2 separate regions of the Mus musculus genome follow, and region 1 is linked to region 2. A link is a contact called in public HiChIP or PLAC-seq data. All regions are on one chromosome and are shown on one strand. Each heading gives the region's core, a stretch centred on a gene start, on an enhancer-like site or on the middle of the called end of the contact. The rest is flanking DNA. Distances are from core to core; before and after follow the strand shown. Region 1 overlaps Dock9 (dedicator of cytokinesis 9). Region 2 overlaps Slc15a1 (solute carrier family 15 (oligopeptide transporter), member 1).

Evidence for each region. HiChIP or PLAC-seq counts read pairs in DNA pulled down with a chosen protein or histone mark.
Region 1: an H3K27ac HiChIP or PLAC-seq map of embryonic stem cells shows a contact between it and region 2, with 6 read pairs. The contact joins two enhancer-like sites. A contact is called at or near these places in 6 of 484 Hi-C or Micro-C datasets (CD4 single positive thymocytes, DN3 thymocytes, embryonic stem cells and 3 more), 4 of 115 datasets of contacts at active chromatin or transcription factors (CD8 T cells, embryonic stem cells and memory CD8 T cells) and 1 of 9 other capture datasets (embryonic stem cells).

What each region holds. Positions count from the first base shown.
Region 1 is chr14:121,544,711-121,550,955 of GRCm38.p6, forward strand. Dock9 (dedicator of cytokinesis 9) reads right to left here. Exons shown (of 54, transcript NM_001081039.1): 51 at 5,484-5,674; 52 at 1,846-1,946; 53 at 1,256-1,394. Among named protein-coding and RNA genes, the nearest start is that of Slc15a1, 43 kb to the left of the region's middle. Within about 2 kb of position 2,376, at least 41 of the 459 cell types and tissues checked have an H3K27ac peak or open chromatin away from gene starts, as enhancers often do.
Region 2 is chr14:121,476,309-121,482,327 of GRCm38.p6, forward strand. It overlaps Slc15a1 (solute carrier family 15 (oligopeptide transporter), member 1), which reads right to left. Exons shown (of 23, transcript NM_053079.2): 9 at 5,439-5,521; 10 at 4,348-4,434; 11 at 3,661-3,750; 12 at 2,084-2,128; 13 at 1,923-1,955; 14 at 1,751-1,839. Among named protein-coding and RNA genes, the nearest start is that of Gm33299, 22 kb to the left of the region's middle. Within about 2 kb of position 2,258, at least 50 of the 459 cell types and tissues checked have an H3K27ac peak or open chromatin away from gene starts, as enhancers often do.

The sequences.
Region 1 (6,245 bases), core at 1,126-3,625, 69 kb after region 2:
TGGAAATATCGTAAGAGCCAGAAGATGAGGGTTTCTGCTGTAGGATGGGGTCTTCTATGAAAGACAGGGAAAAGCCCCATGATATCATAACAATATGGCTGACATGCTAACACGGATGGGGGAATCTCACAAGACCATCCTTAGATGAAGAGCTAGAGATGGTTAATGGCTGCTGAGGAGGAGAGAATCTGTTTTCTCCTAAGGAGCTCCTGTCAGGTTTTCTAAACACCACACCTAGGAGTAACGCCAATAGACTCAGCAGGTTGGATTTACAAATGTATGCACATATACGTAACAACTAACAACGAATAAGGAACCACAAGGTTGAGAACGTGTGTGTGTGTTTGTGTGTGTGTGTGTGTGTGTGTGTGTGTGTGTGTGTGTGAGAGAGAGAGAGAGAGAGAGAGAGAGAGAAAGAAAGAGAGAAAGAAAGAGAGAGAGAGAGAGGTGGGGAGGAGCATCAAGGAGGTAGGTATAACTGTAGTATCCATATATGAAATTCTCCCCAAAATAAGGAAGAAATTTCCATTTATCATCTGATAAGGCAGGCTGACAAAAAGTCCCAGCCTCCATTCTGCAAGACCAGAGACAATACTCTGGGCGACAGACAGGGTGCGAGATCCAGGAGCTAATGTGACATACAGTGACTGGGCTTGCTCTGCATGTTCCTTGCCATGGATCTCTGCTTGACACCCTGGCTGGGAATGTCCTCTGATGCCTGCTGGGACCACATGGGGGATTCACAGAGGAAGGACAGAAAGCACAAGAGATTGGGGAAGGAAGCCCTTGAAGAGAGAATCAAGGAGTAAGGAGCCCTGTGTGTTCTGGGGTGACAACTGTTCACCTGGAACAATCCTACGGTTTTTGTTTTTTGTTTTTAAATGACAAAAGACGCCTACTCCAACAGATAAACCAGGCAGTCAGCCCTGTTCTATCAAAGGAAGCTGTAAGCACAGCATGGATGTGGTTTCTCTGCCTTGCTGGGGTAGGCAAAGGCAAAGCTTAAGAAACACAGAGAAAGACGAGACACTACGCTACTCCCCTCCCCAACACACACACACACACACACACACACACACACACACACTGCTTAACGTGACCTAGGAACACGTGCTGCTTGCTTCTCTGAGTTATGGTACGTTACACTTTCTCTCAGAGATGATAATTCTGGACTACTGGAAGACTTAGCTTACTATCAGGAGTATTTCAGACCCCAACACTTCCCACACGCTGCCCAGGCCAGTGTGGTGCTTACCTGCTCACGCATGATGTCGGAGAGCTCCTTGGCCATCTCCCTGTAGTTGGCCTTCATCTCTTCCTGGTACTCCAGTTGGTCTTCTTTAATGAGACGCTCGTTCACTGCCAAGGCTTGACCACAAGCTTCCACAAATTGCCTGAGTGAGGTAAGAGAGGAGAAAGGAAGTAGGAGGGGACGTTGGCCCAGCTGGAAGCATCTGTCTCTTGAACCAGAACAGTGCTATGGTTTCGCTGTGTAACACCCCCAGTCATCCTTTGTTAAGTGTGGTCCCCAGTGTGGTGCTATTGGTAGGGCTTTTGGAGGTGGGACCCAGTGGGAAGTCTGAAGGATGCTGGTGGCATGTCAATGGAGGGGGCTGCAGAACTCAAGACCCCTCCTTAGTCTCCATGCTTCCTGGCTGGTACACAGGAGACCTGGCTATACACTCCTCACCACAGGCCCCAGACAATCTCAAACACTGTGTGTGAGCTCGTCAACCTTTCCTCTTTATAAGCAAACTGCCTCTGCTGTTTGCTATAGTAACAGAGAGCCGACAACCGCAGAGAAACAGATGACTTTCTTAAAGAGAAACTTTCGGTGGGCTTTACCTGAAAACTTCCTTCAGCAGTTTCACCTTATTGTCAGGGTATCTTTTTGTGTTGGTGTCATCGAGGAAGGCTCGGGCATATGCTAGCGGACCAGCATTGACCTGGTGAAGAGCAACGGTTTGATAGTGTGTTAGAAGAAAAATGGCTGGTATTGTTTATTTGTGTCAGTCAGTTGCCATGGAGTCCAAAGGCTGTTTAAGCAAGTCAGTCAGGATCACTGATTTTCATGTACATGAAGGCCAAGAAAAACAAACCATAAACTCAGTTACATCATTATACCTGGCTTGATTCCATCACCTAAGCCATCCTCCGGGTCTTGTGAGGGAATCAGCGTAGGGGACATATGGACTTATTTAGGTCTGAGCAACCAGAGTGCAACACCAGAGCCCAGGTCTCCAAACCCAGGAGGAAAGTTCCTTCAAACAGGGTTTTAGACACTGGAGTTGGTGCTACATTGTACTGAGCTAACAGGTCAACCTGGTGAACCTAGTGAGAGATAAAACACAGGGCAGTGTTTGACTGAGCCATATTCCCGGCTCCTACAAGCCAGGAAACAAAACCAAAGCATTGTTCATTTCACGGGACGGTACAGGCAGCCACAGGCCGGCCGTCTTGCTGACTTCAGCTGAATTGCACTGGAGATCAAATATTATCAACATTCAGCAACATGGCAGGATGCTGCCAATTCCCAACCAGTCAATTAGAGTTCTCTGGAGGTGGTATTCCACACAAGACAGGAAGGCTAGATCAGGAGCCTCAGAGAGCTCGGGGAAGGACTGCCCAATCTCTTCTGGAAGATCCGGTGGGCTTAGAAGGCAAGGGAGGGAATGCTGATGCGTCATGTGTAGGACTGTGTAGCACTCTCAGAATCGGGCTAGGTGACTTTACCGCAGCTATGGGGACACAGGGAGGCAGAAGCTGGTGTCGGATGCAAGGCCTCAGCAATGGAGTACTAACTTCCTGTAGTGACTGAATGTGGCAGCCTCTGCATCAGGTTGTGTGGAAATCTAGCTAATGGGAAGCCAACCCAAAGACTATGTGATGTGTGAAAAGTCAGCCCAGTTTTAAGCAGACACAGACACAGAGCTGCTGAGTCTATGCAAAACATAATGCAGTAAGATGGTGGAGAGCCAAGCTAAAGAGGCAGTGAGAGCAATGGCCCTGGGAGCCTCTGGGAGCCAGAGTTACTGAAATGCTGAGAGGAAAGAAAGCTAACTTTCTTTGGCCTCCGCTCCATTATCCAGGTGGGCACCGTGTGAACTTCAAGTCTTCATTTCAGTATGGGCTTCATTGTTCTTTAAGGTGACTGACTGGGTGTTTTAATAAAACCTCAAAGGCCATCGTTCAATGGCTCTGCATGCTTTACATTCCAGAGAGTTCAAGCTCTCTGGCTCCGCCCCTTCACTGGCTGGTGGATTAAGGCTCCATGTTCCCGGGTCAAGTCATCGAGTGACGTTTTTTTTAGCTACAGAAAATGTGGCCTCTGGCCCTGTTGTACAATCATGTTGTTGCTAGAATGTTGATATTCCCTTTGGCATTTAAGCTTGTAGGACATGAGGGAATGACTAAAAATATCTATAGATACTTTTGTGGTCAATGACATTTGGTAAAATACTAGCTTAAAGCTCATGGTTCCTTACATGTGCATCTGAAGAAACAGAGAAAAACTGATTTCAGAAACTGAGTCCTGGGTGCTGAACTTACAAAGTGAACACCTGTGTAGCCTTCACAGACTACACTTGGAGGAGACAACTATGAACTCTAGGGATACACGGAGGAACACACAGGTGCTCGAACTCCTTATGTAAGTATGAAGTTGGTCACTGCAGGGAGCTGACTTAAAATTTACCTGATACCTAGTTAACTCTCTGTCCTGGCTGGTTTTGTGTGTCAGCTTGACACAGACTGGAGTTATCTCAGAGAAAGGAGCTTAAGTTGGGGAAATGCCTCCATGAGATCCAGCTGTAAGGCATTTTCTCAATTAGTGATCAAGGGGGAAGGGCCCATTGTGGGTTGGTGCCATCCCTGGGCTGGTAGTCCTGGGTTCTATAAGAGAGCAAGCTGAGCAAGCCAGGGAAGCAAACCAGTAAGGAACATCCCTCCATGGCCTCTGCATCAGCTCCTGCTTCCTGACCTGCTTGAGTTCCAGTCCTGACTTCCTTTGATGATGAACAGCAATGTGGAAGTATAAGCTGAATAAACCCTTTCCTCCCCAACTTGCTTCTTGGTCATGATGTTTTGTGCAGGAATAGAAACCCTGACTGAGACACTGTCTGAAATAACTTTTAAAAGAAGAACATGTAAGTCTATAGCTTGGTACATTTTCACAAACAACATATGCATCATTACAGGCGCCACCACACGTGCTATGCATTTCTCTAAAAGGACAATCAATCAATCAATCAATCAATCATACCGATAAAGCTACCAGTAGTACCCCTGTTAAAAATCCCAACAGTGCGATTCTCTAAAATCAGACTTGAGAAACGACACACCAACAGACAAGCCGACACAATTGGGGACTCTCATGACACCCAACCCTAGATCCCACCCTAGATGAAGAGCTATAGGCACTGAGAAAAGAAGACTCCTCCTTCTCAGGGGACAAGCCCCTGACAGGCTATCCAGTCCCAACAGGTCTGCCTGAAACACCCACACACCCACGAACCCCCCCCCCACACACACACGAGAGAGAGAGAGAGAGAGAGAGAGAGAGAGAGAGAGCGAGAGAGAGAGAGAGAGAGAGTATATAACACTGAATGGCTTCAGCAGGCTCTGTATGTGTGATAGTTTAAAAATTCCGAGAAGGAACGAAGGTTATGGGAGGAGCTGGGAAGGATGATATAAATACATTTTCATATATGAAATTCTCAAGAGGAAATGAATTCAAAAAATGTTACCAGCACACTTAACTTGATTGGGTGAAATCAAAATGAAGACCTTCTGATAACCAAAAATAAGACAAAACAAAACCAAACAAAACCCACAGTGAGGGTGAAAGTCAAGGTGTTTTTTTTCAGATGCAATTTTCATGGAAACTAAAAACCAATGGTTTATGGGAAAGCCTACTGCTATCCATATCTCTTAGGCTTTCAGAGTATCTTGGCAACCATGAATCAACATTCTCCAAGTCACTGAAAAGTCAGGGTTCCAAGAGGAGTGTACTGTCTTTAGCAAAGAGCTCAGTAAGGCCACCAGGTTGTAGGCAGGACTGGGGGTAGGTAAGCCTACTGCTCCCTCTAATAATTGAAGCTATGGTACCAGGGAAACTGGGAAGTACCTGGTGTAGGACAGATCTTTCTGGTGTGAAGGGACTGGAGCCTATGAGCTGAAGGGAAATCCCTCTACTGTAGGTGCTCTTGAGCTCACCTGGACGCTCACACTGCCCTGCAGGGCTCTTCAGCTCACCTGCATGCTCATTGAATGCTCACACTGCCCTGCCGGGCTCTTCAGCTCACTGGACTCTCACACTGCCCTGCCCGGGCTCTTCAGCTCACCTGGACTCTCACACTGCCCTGCAGGGCTCTTCAGCTCACCTGCATGCTCACTGGACGCTCACACTGCCTTGTAGGGGCTCTTCAGCTCACCTGCATGCTCACTGGACGCTCACACTGCCCTGTAGGGGCTCTTGAGCTCACCTGGACGCTCACACTGCCCTGCAGTTTGAGCTGCAGTTTGATCATATCCACTTCAGCCGACGAGCAGAGCTGGCGGAGCTCGGCCACCTTCTTGCTCATTTCATCGATGGCCACCTCAATGGGGTTCAGGTCAGTGTGGTGCTGGTACATGACAGGGATCCGCTTCTTCACGTAGGGGAAGCAGTGTATTGCTGCAGAGGAATGGGGGTCCAAGAGTCTAATTAAATGTCTTTCCTGCTGCAGAGGGAAAATGATTATCAGGCCCATTTTACAGCTAAGAGCTCAGAACTTGCCAGTGTCATATGCTAATACTCGTTGGAGCTAGGACTGTATGCTTAAGGTTTTATTTACTTCTATCTTTTTATGTATGAATGGTTTGCTTCCATGTATGTCTGAGCACTGTATGTGCATGTTGCCCACAGAGGCCAGAAGAAGGCACCAGACCCTCTGAACTGGAGTCACAGGCGTTGTGAGCTATCCTGTGGGTCCTGGGAAACAAACCCAGATCTTCTGCAAGAGCAGCTGGTGCTCTTAGCCACTAAGCCAGCTCTCTGGTCCTTTAATGTGTTTAATGATTGGTCATATCGTAAGATAAATAGAACTGGTTACTTGCTATCTCTTGAAGCGTGTCTTTGAAAAAAAAATCTCTTTCATTATTCCTTGTTTACTTTCTTATCTATAAGTGCCCTAACCCTCCTTGGAAGCTGAGATTCATACGAACAGGATCAGATGGCTTCTACAACACTAACCAGTTTTGAGAGG
Region 2 (6,019 bases), core at 1,008-3,507:
CATGTGAGGGTGCTCTCAGTATATGCACACATGCATGTGAGGGCGCTCTCAGTGTATGCACATATGCATGTGAGGGTGCTCTCAGTGTATGCACATATGCATGTGAGGGTGCTCTCAGTGTATGCACATATGCATGTGAGGGTGCTCTCAGTATATGCCCACATGCATGTGAGGGTGCTCTCAGTGTATGCACATATGCATGTGAGGGTGCTCTCAGTGTATGCACATATGCATGTGAGGGTGCTCTCAGTGTATGCACACATGCATGTGAGGGTGCTCTCAGTATATGCACATATGCATGTGAGGGTGCTCTCAGTGTATGCACATATGCATGTGAGGGTGCTCTCAGTATATGCCCACATGCATGTGAGGGTGCTCTCAGTGTATGCACACATGCATGTGAGGGTGCTCTCAGTATATGCACACATGCATGTGAGGGCGCTGTCAGTATATGCACACATGCATGTGAGGGTGCTCTCAGTGTATGCACATATGCATGTGAGGGTGCTCTCAGTATATGCACACATGCATGTGAGGGTGCTCTCAGTGTATGCACATATGCATGTGAGGGTGCTCTCAGTATATGCATACATGCATGTGAGGGTGCTCTCAGTGTATGCACATATGCATGTGAGGGTGCTCTCAGTATATGCCCACATGCATGTGAGGGTGCTCTCAGAGGCCAGAAGAAGATGCCAGATCCCCAGGAGCTGGAGTCACAGCATTTGTGAACTGCTCCGTGTGGATGCTGGGGTGGAAACTGTGGTCTGTGTGCTTGAGAAGCAAGCATTCCTAACCATTGAGCCATCTCTGAGTCCCTCTCTGTTACTACTCATGACCAGACTAGTGGGGTCAAATAGAATGCCTATTCACATTCTCACATTCAACTTCTAAAAATCCTATGATCACAGCTAATGTTTTCAGGCTTCCATTAATAGCATTTTTATTTATTTTAAAGGGCATTTCAGAGGCATTGCATATAGACATCTCTTTTTAAAGCTCTGTGTGTGTGTGTGTGTGTGTGTGTGCGCGCGCGTGCGTGTATGCTGTATACAAATGTGTATGGATATGTACAGGCCCATGTGTGCACATGGGGAGGCCAGAGGATGTCAGATGTCTTCTGTCCCTGTCCATTTTACTTTCACAAGGCAGGACTTCTCACTGAACCTGTAGCTCACCATGTTTGGCTAAGCTGGCTAGCCAGCAGCTCCAGGGATCTGCCCATTTCTGTCCCCTACCTCGGAAGTTGCAGATGCACACTGCCATACCTGGCCTTTTGCATGGGCCCTATGGATCTGAACTTGGGTCTTAATGCTTGCACAGCAAGCACTCTTACCCAGTGAGATATCTCCTACCCCCCAATATTTCTAAATTTATTACTTTGAAAATTTCATCATCAGCCAAGCCCGGTAGCATAGGCCTATAATCCTATCTACTTGGGCAGTACGCAAGTTCAATGTCTAACTAGGCGGCAGGGTGAATATAGGGCCAGCCTTGTCTCAAAATAGAAATGAAAAAGAGGGCTGGTGTTCTATCTCAGTAAAAGAATATTATTTGTCTGGCATGTGTGAAATCTACTAGGTTCAATTGCCAGTACTGCAAAAATAAAATAAATAAATGTGCCATCACCTCGATGGGAGCTTCTGGAAGCAGAGCATTTACGAGGCCCTGGACCAATAGCATCTCAGTCAACCCAAGCCAAACAGCCACCAACTGCATCTCAGTCAACCCAAGCCAAACAGCTACTTACGTGAAGTTGAAACCACATTTTGCAATGAGCGGGTACACCACAGCGTCCACAATGGGGACCATGATGACAATCAAGATGGCATTCACCGTCTGCAGAGGAAGTGGAGAGGGGCCTTTAACGCAACCACAGGAAACACGTGGGCTTTGGAAAGTGAGCTGAGCCTTTCTCCTACCTGCATCTGGTCCGGCTGAATTTCAATTGCTCCCTAAAAAAGAGGAGGCAAAGTCTTACTGAAAGAAAAAAAAAACATGGAAGGGAAGAAGAAAGGACTGAGGGACTAAAGCAGGGCGGTGGTGACCAGGAGGAGGGACAGACCAGGACAGGCAAACTTACAATTTTCCCATTCATGGTCGTTGCTTGCAGTGTCCATCTGGAACCCTAAAAAATTAACACATCGATTGTGTCATGGAGGATGTGGCTTTTTAGGATGTGGTATATCACCAGCAAACCTTCTAAATCAGGACTGAAATCTCTAATTTGCCTCTCGGCTCTGTCACAGTTCTAGGAAGACAAAAGCCAGTGGCACATCCTGGGCTTTGTGAAGGACCTCTGAGACAGAGCTGTCCTCGGGAGATATAAAACTGTGTGATTACATGGTACCACCTCTCAGGGTAAGCTCATCAGGGCCCTGTGTTCTACAGGTGCCAGTGTCAGTATCTAGAACATTACAATGGTAAAGAAAGCCAGGGAGGGGTTTTAAATGCTTTATCATAAAGATAGTAGTGGTCTTAAATCACGGCAGCCTAATTACAGATCATCTATCTGTCTCTTACACGATGTGATGATTTTTATGGAAGACTAAATGCTTAGTGGATCGATATAAATCCATCAGCTCCCCATGGGAAGTGGCCACCCTGCCCCTGTTCGACTCTTGAGTTTGTACCAGTCACCGGGGACTTTGTCTGATTTGGGCCTCACAGCAGAGGTAGGTGAGTAGCACAAACATGATCAGAAGGGTTCCAAGTGATGAGCCCATATCACCCAGCTACCAGCAATGCCTGCATTCTGAGTGTGAGTCTGACCCCAGTTAGGCTCTTTCCATACTCAAGGTGGCTCCTTTGCCCTTCCTAGGCTGCTGCATACTTCATACTACCGACAAGGAATATGTGTTTGCTCAAACATTCTCCATGGATCGCCTAGCCTTCCAGTAATCCTATCTGTGCATAACACATGCTTGCTCTCAGTCTCTAGAAGAAGCAGAGTTTTCTTGCTTTGACTTGTGAGTATTGTGCACTGGGTTGTCTGACAGGAGTGTGCAGGACTCCAGTGTGTGTCCTATAGATGGCATCGTATCTATGTGCTAACTGGACTTAGGTTAGAATCACAGCAGTCAAGTAGAATGTGAAGTTAGGAGGGACATGGCATAGGGCAGTTGGAAGGAGGTAATGGTGAATGTATATGATAAAAGACACTGTATATGTGTATGGATGTTTTAACAATTAAAAAGAAAGTCCAGAGCCACAGGTCTGGTCTGGTCAGGAACTGCTTCAAGTACAAGAACTTGTGTACAGTCATTTTCAATTCTGTAGGGCACTTCTGGTTCAAGTATTCCATTTTAAAGTGGGAGAGTTGAATCAAGCCCTGTTAATTAGAACAGTCCTCAAGTCTCTTCAAAGGCAACACCTTTGACCATGCTGGGTCAATAGAACAAACTCTCTCTGCCCTCAGTTGTGATCCACAAGTGTCCCAGATGCTCTCTGAGGAGATCTCCCCAGGGTTACCCTAGGGAAACAAACCTCACTTTCTTCACTGATTCACAATAGACATGCGGGTGGATCCTTTCAGGATACATTCTAACCAAGAAACTCAGTAAGATGCCAAAAATTACTGGGTGTTTAGGAGCTGAACACCCAGCATAGCTGGGCACATGGCAGTACTTAACTACATTCTGATCAAACGAGAGACATTACCTGCTGGTCAAACAAGGCCCAGAACATGGGGAGTGGGATGTACAGGAACATCACCTTCGTGACCATCTTAATCTGTGAGATGAGCCGCTCCTGCAGGTAGACAAATCAGCCAGGGCTGCAGTCAACAGCAGTCGCTGCTCTGCTGCCAAGTGGGGATGTTTGCATCTAGCTGGGAGGAGACGAGTCAGTCTAAAGGATGTGAGCGCGGGTTTCTCTAGGAAACCAGACATTCTAAACAGGTGACCACCGAGCAAGAGTAGCTGTGTGGGAGGCCAGCCGCCACAGCTCACTAACTGTTAGTCTCAAAGTCGGTCATCACCACCCAGCCCTTCTCTGTTCAAACTGAAGTCATGTGATCTCATGGCCTACACCTAACAGAAGATGACCCAAGTGAGCAGCTATGAGGGCGTCATGTTGCTTCACAATAAGTGATAACCATCCTTTTAAAGTCTTTTCAGAGCACTTGTGCATAGTTGTATTCCACACGCTATTAAACGCTCGGAGGACATGGCCAAGGGTATTGCCCATGTGCTAACACTCTGCACTGTGTTCTCCAGTCCACACACTATTAGCATTGGGAGGATGCGGCCGAGGGTACTGCCCATGTACTAACCCTCTGCACTGTCCTTTCCTCCCATGCCCATTTCCTGGAGTAGCTAGGGCCACTGCTGCAGGAATATGACTTACGTCGTATTTCTCTTTAGCCCAGTCCAGCCAGTGCTCCCTCTTGGGATATGCCTTACTTCGGTGCCGAAACCTGTTTTTGATGGCAAACTGGAGGAAAGAAAGAAAAAAAAATTAAATTTTAAGAGAGAATCAACTACCTCAGAAAAACATGTTTCAGTGAATTCCCTTCTAAAGATCAAACATGGGAGAATGGCACACTTTCCACTGGTGGATCCTGTTTGCCTGGGCTGGAGTCTCCTTCCCAGCAGTTTACCCTCCAGTCTGCCTAGAAAAGCATGGTCAGTAGAAATGTAACAAACACATGTGCAGTTTTGTTTTCTAGCAGTGAATTAACAAGTAAAAACAAAATATGTAAAAATCCATCCCCAACCCCAGCAGGGTTTCTCTCTGTGGCCCTGGCTGTCCTGGAACTTGCTCTGTAGACCAGGCTGGCCTTGAACACAGATCCACCTGTCTCTGCCCCTTTATGCCTCTGCTGGAATTAAAGGTGTATGTCACTACCACCACCAGGGTCTATTTGGTAAGTTTTATAAAGACAAAAACACCCAAGTACCCTCAAAATGTAATCTTAAGGGGAAAATCAAAACTTTGTTGAATTTTTTTTTTCTTTTTTAAAACTGAATTTTGATTTAAAGAAGGTGGAAGGTAGAGAAAAGTTCTGGAGTGATTGATTCAGTGAGAGGGAGAGAGGGAGGCAGAAGAGGAGGGGGAGGGGGAGGGAGAAGAAGAGGAGGAAGGGGAGGGAGGGGAAGAGAGGGGAAGGGGAGGAGGAGGGAGTGAGAGAGGGATAGAGGGGAAAGGGAGAGGAAGGGGAAGAAAGTGGAGGGGGAGGGGGAATGAGTGAGAGGGGGATGGAGGGAAAAGGGAGAGGAAGGGGAAGGAAGTGGAGGGGGAGGGGGATTGAGTGAGAGGAGGTGGAAAGGAAAGGGAGTGAAAGGGGAGGGGTGGGGAGGGTGGAGGAATGAGTGAGAGGAGGGTGGAGGGGGATGGGAGGGAGATAGGGAGGAGGAGGGAGAGTGAGTGAGAGGGGGATGGAGGGGCAAGGGAAGGGAAGTGGGAGGGGACAGGGAGGGAGAGGGAGGAGCACTTACACCAATGCACTTGGCCACTTTGCCCATGATGTTGCCCTGGGGCTGGAACTTCTTGTACATTCCACTGCCAAGGACAAACACAACTGCACAGGGCAGAAGAAGAGGCATCACTATAGAGTTCCCTGTGGTCTGAGAGATGCTCACTTATCTGCGTGGTCTCCTTGGTGGGAGGCGAGAGACTGCTTATAGACTTGTCTCCATCCTCACAGATGAAGACCTGTTTCTGACTCTAGAGACCACCAGTGCCTCTGAGGATCAGGAAGCTTGAGCTAAAGCCTATCACTTCCATCAATCTCCTCACGAGGAGGCTCCTAGACTTGGCAAAGCTGTTTAAACACAAGTCCTAGCTATTTAAAGGAAGACAAAGGTCATAGTTGCCTCTGCATGTTATAAGAATACAACATTCTACAAAGACAATAAGTAGCAAGAGGAATTTTCTTCCTGCTCCTAAGATTCAGGAGAAAGGTATTGAATGGATGAATCAGACCCTACACTAGGGCTTTCGATCTCCAAACGACAATTTGATGACATAAGGGCATGAATGGATCACTCGCTTTCCCCTGTTGAGAAGGCCAAGGCCT